Regions from separate parts of the Danio rerio genome. Here region 1 is linked to region 2. The links are chromatin contacts, called in public HiCAR-type maps. All regions are on one chromosome and are shown on one strand. Each heading gives the region's core, a stretch centred on a gene start, on an enhancer-like site or on the middle of the called end of the contact. The rest is flanking DNA. Distances are from core to core; before and after follow the strand shown.

What was found. HiCAR-type assays count read pairs that join an accessible place to other places.
Region 1: a HiCAR-type map of caudal fin shows a contact between it and region 2, with 7 times the contacts expected there. The contact joins the promoter of pomgnt2 here to the enhancer-like site in region 2. A contact is called at or near these places in 3 of 18 Hi-C or Micro-C datasets (caudal fin, hematopoietic stem cells and an unstated tissue) and 3 of 4 datasets of contacts at active chromatin or transcription factors (caudal fin, embryo and gastrula embryo).

The regions. Positions count from the first base shown.
Region 1 is chr16:8,477,652-8,480,351 of GRCz12tu, reverse strand. It overlaps pomgnt2 (protein O-linked mannose N-acetylglucosaminyltransferase 2 (beta 1,4-)), which reads right to left and starts at 1,413. Exons shown (of 3, transcript NM_001012384.2): 1 at 1,118-1,413.
Region 2 is chr16:8,338,830-8,341,529 of GRCz12tu, reverse strand. It overlaps ano10a (anoctamin 10a), which reads right to left. Exons shown (of 14, transcript NM_001030206.1): 12 at 1,469-1,597. Among named protein-coding and RNA genes, the nearest start is that of ano10a, 22 kb to the right of the region's middle. Within about 2 kb of position 1,384, at least 22 of the 62 cell types and tissues checked have an H3K27ac peak or open chromatin away from gene starts, as enhancers often do.

The sequences.
Region 1 (2,700 bases), core at 164-2,663, 140 kb before region 2:
AAACAGAAATTGGGGAAAACAATAAACAGGGGGGCTAATAATTCATTAATATTTCTGACTTCAACTGTATTTTTATAGGGTATATATAATTAAATATTTAAAATTGTATTTATTTAGCTTTGGGGGGAATTGAAAATTTAAGATTGTAAATGCCGTTCTAAAATGTTTAACAGTATTTTTATCCAATGTATGATATAATTTATGTATTAATACTTGACAGGGAAAGCATCATAGGATGATAATTTAGATGAATGCAGTTAATAACTAATAGCTATTAGGCATCTCCATTTATTACAGGAATCCCTTATAAAGCCTGCTGGTTTGAAAACAGACAGTAATTACATTTTAATTGAAATATCTGATTTTTTACGCACAATTTTAACTTAACTGTTGTGTGAGGCACCCTGAAAAATATTTCATTTTTGTATTTTACTTTGCACCAAGACATTGCACACTGTGTGCTTTGGAGAGTGACACCTCGCAGGCATTTCTGTCCTTGACTATATAAAAAGAGAAAGTTGCTCCAATGTAACAGTCAGTCAAAATTCAATTACATCAGCAAAACTTGCATTTGCAGCTTCCACCCAAGGACTGTTTATAAATGTCAAATGCTCATTAATATAGTGGTGGCATCACATCCAAAGCCGTCCTTCCAGATTTACCCTTTGCATTGCATTTTATTTCTAATAATATCCATTAATATAAGAAAAATAATAGTAATAACTTTTTGCAGTCCAGCAGAGATGACATGAAGCAGAAATAATGCTGACCTGATGACTCAAGCACATTTGAGTAAATATCATTCATAATCATAACACAAGCTATTCAAAATAAAAAATAAATACTGTAGTATGCTAAATAAATTTTCCTGTCCAACACAAATGGTAGCAAGTTATTATTGTCTCGTGTAATGTTTTATAGGTATATATTACAGTAGTTAAATCAAAAAGTGAGGTTTGATCTGTGATTTACAGAGTAAATTGTTCGGTTGATCAGTAAGTAAGCATCTCTTTTCCTGACGACGGCTAGTTGGAAAAAAAAACTTCTTGCATTAAGTTTCCCAAAACAGACATATAATAATGCATAAGCCATGTCAAAAAGCAATCACATATCATACCTGTGGGAAAGGTGAGACAGGACGAAACGGTGTGAATTCACTGCGGATACACTGTTTCTACAGCAGCTCCAGCAAATCAGTGGCTGTGACCATTTACAACTTTACAGCGGACAAACGCGGCATTTCTGAGCTTACTGTGTTAATCCCGCGAAGTGTTCATTCAACAATGTGGTTCAACGATTGAATATCGGCTTAATTTTACCGTTACGTAGCGCAAATTCGACCCAGTCGCGCGTATTCTACCAGCGTTAACCCAGCTGCCGGAGAAGTCTCCACCCACAGCGATGACCGAGCTCAGATGAGAAAACCTCGCGATATCTTATCGCCGCTAATCAGTCTGACGTTTGCACTCTGTGTTATCGCGAGAGAATCGCAGCACAATTGAGACTCCCAAATGAGAGCGTTCAATGAAGACTAATATCACATTAATTTTCTAGTAATACCATTTATTTCAAATAAATTCAGTATTTTCTTAAAATATTACATCATAAATATAGACAGATAAACAGAGTCTCCACAAATTCACTGAAAAAGCCTTTTTTTTTTAGCTAACTAACTTTGGCACAGATTGCCATTAGGATGTTTGATGATTGATGTTTGATGATTAACTCATTTAGGTAAATGTAAGTGTAAAGTTACATCAATTTATAGAGTATGTACAGTGTTTGGTTAGAGGAAGAAACCTTCAAAAACAATAAATAAATAAATACGCAAATACATAGATAAATGAGTAAATAAATCCATAAATTCCTGCATAAATAAAACATTAAATAATCTGCAATTAAATTAAAATATGTATACAAAATTACATGAATGTTGGGGGGGGGGGGGGGGGGGGGGATAATAAAATGCTAAACTATAAGTTTATTTCCCCCCTTTCAAACATTTATTAATTTCTTGAACGTAGTTCCGTGTTTACTTTTCCTCAGGTCATCATGCTAATAAAAAAATTATGAATAAGCATTTGAAAGGAGGGAAAATAAACCTTTAGTTTAGCATTTCCCTATTCCCCCCAACATTCATTTAATGAATTACTTAGACCTATTTATTAATTATTTACCTGCCCACACTATTCATTATTTATATATTTATTTATGTAGGAGTTTGTGGATTTGTATATACATGTATTTATTTATTATTTGTTTATTTATTTATTACTTTATTTATTGCAAGAAGTTTATTACTCATTTATTTATATATTTGTGTATTTATTTATTGTTTTTGCAGGTTTCCTGCATATTTGATTGAATGAACACAGTTTATAGACTTCTGAATTTACAGAATTTGATTTCAGCAGCCAGCTTATTACCATAACGTTATAGATTTTACACTGCCTAAGGGAAAATGAAATTGTAATACATCTCTTGTGAACGCAGATAACAACGTGACCCGAATATCTTTTTATCTTAAAAAAACACACACACTGTGACATTACTCGTGCTAGAATTTTAATCATCTCGTGTTTCAAAAAAGATTTATTTGTCTTACAATCAAGTCATCAAAATGAATAGCAATTGTAATCGTCTCTTTAATGGTAACACGACGCCCTCTAGGGTTCATTTGTGGAGCAACAAATATTTTAA
Region 2 (2,700 bases), core at 135-2,634:
GGCACAAATGCCTTGTTGATGCCAGATGTCAGAGGAGAATGGCCAGTTCAAGCTGATAGAAAGGCAACAGTAACTCAAATAACCTATGCCTACAACTGAGGTCTGCAGAAGAGCATCTTTAAAAGCAACACAACACATCCAACCTTGAGGCAGATGGGCTACAGCAGCAGAAGACCACACCGGATGACACTCCTGTCAGCTAAGAACAGGAAACTGAGGCTACAATTCGCACAGGCTCACCAAAATTGGACAATAGAAGATTGGAAAAACGTTGCCTGGTCTGATGAGTCTCCATTTGTGCTGCAACATTCAGATAGTGGGGTCAGAATTTGGCATCAATAACATGAAAGCATGGACCCATCCTGCCTTGTATCAATGGTTCAGGCTGGTGGTGTAATGGTGTAGAGAGATAATTTCTTGCCACACTTTGGGCCCATTAGTACCAATCGAGCATCACGTCAACGCTGACCATTGCTGACCATGTCCATCCCTTTATGACCACAGTGAACCCATCTTCTGATGACTACTTTCAGCAGGACAACACGCCATGTCATAAAGCGCGAATCCTCTCAGACTGGTTTCTTGAACATGACAATGAGATTACTGTACTCAAATGGCCTCTATCTATGCCACGAAGGATTGAAGCAGTTCTGAAGGCAAAAATGGTTCAACCCGGTACTAGTAAGGTGTACCTAATAAAGTGGCCGGTGAGTATAAGTTAATATTTGCTCTCTTGACTTTCTCTCATTACATTATTTTACAGGGTGCAAATTTCCTCGATTCGATGTTGCAGAACAAAACAACAACAAACCCCAATGACTGCAGTAAATTTGCTTGGGAAGTTTGTAAAGACTTTCTCCCATTCCCTAAACGCTTGCTTATTTTTTGAGTTTTATTTAAAATTCTGTCACGGTACGTTCGCTGATGCAGTGCGGTGAATTAGTATGGCCTAATTACAACTCCAGTGATTACTGCGAAGTTTAATTAGCGGAAAACAAGACATGGCACAATGAATTCCTCCCCGGATCCCCACCAGGTTCACACAGAATATCAGGAGTTCTATTTTTTCTTCTCTAAAAAAATACACGTCTCTTGTGTGTTTGTGCAAGAGTGTGTATTTCTCTTCATGCTTTGGGTCAGTTATTTTCAGTAGGTCTCTTGAGGCCAGCAGCAAAAGCGTATCCTTTACTGAACCTCCTGTTTAGTTTTGAAGTTAACCCATATGGACTGGAGCTTTTCCGTTTTAGCGAGGCTCTGGATACTGTTCTTATACAATCTGACAGGGCCTAACACACTACATTCACTGCATTCTCCAAACTGGCGGTTATGGAAACAACGGCTGCAGCCAAGTTTAGCACCTTTGAACGTTCATGCAAGGAAAAATAGCTCACTCATGCCACCTTATGGAGCATCTGAGCCATCGCAAAAGCAGTGTTTGGTGTGAGGAGATGAGAAGTTGGAATGTTACCTCTATGGCCACCACAGTTAGGATGAGCTGAGCATCCGATTCCGGGAAATATGCTTTCACTTGTGGAGATAAAGCAATCAAGGCACAGTTGGTCACCACAGCAATAATACTCATCGTCTCAAATGCCAACTGAAAGAAGAAAAGAATAATCAGATGTTAGTTAAAGGGGACTGTTCACCCAAAAATGACAATCTCCCTGTTTCTGTCTCGAGTGGTAACAAACCATTTATGAGTTTTGAATTTAAAAGAAGATATTTTAAAGAATGTTGGAAACCTGACCTCTATAAAAATAAAAAAAATAGTATGGAAGTTAATAGTGAGCGGTCTCCAATATTCTTCTAAATATCTTCTTAAAAATAAAAAGGATTAACAGACTTGGAACAAGTAAAGGTTGAATAAATGATGATAGAATGTTTTGGTTTTGAATCAGGGGATCTGCAGGTTTCATCAAATCAAATTTAAGACCTTGTAAGACCATTATGAATGAATCTTTAGACGGTAACACTTTACAATAAGGTTCATTAGTTCATTAGAGCACAAGTAGGCCTATGAGCTGATGGTAGGCCTTTGACCTCTGTACAGTTCAGCTGACAACGAAAACTATGTCTTGATACAATGCTATCATAGAGTTATAGATAACCCTGTACTGTATAAAACAAATATGATTACAGTATGCTTTTAAAATTAAGAAAATAATATGATATAAGTATAAATAGGAGCATGAATGAGGTCCTAATATTGAGCAAATAATAAAAGAATTTAATGCTGTTTAACGATTAATACAAAAATACACTAATCAAAGTGAAACATATATAAATGTTTATTTATTCATTCATTCATTTTCCTTCAGCTTAGTCTCTTTATTTATCAGGGGTCGCCACGGCGAAATAAACCGCCAACTTATTCAGCGTATGTTTTACTGGTTTCACACACATACTGTACTTGAACCAGCGACCTTCTTGCTGTGAAACTGACCACTCAACTGTGTCGCCATGTTTATTTATATAAACATTTATATATAGCACAATTATACATGCATATTTATATTCATTCATTTTTTTCGGCTTAGTCAATTTATTAATCAGGGGTCACCACAGCGGAATGAACCGCCAACTTATCCAGCACTATTTATGCAGTGATGATTAGGATTTACTTCAACAGATGGTTCATCTGAAAAATCGACCTTCTGCCACTTTTCCAAATGATTAACTAGAAGTCAAGTTAGCATTTGT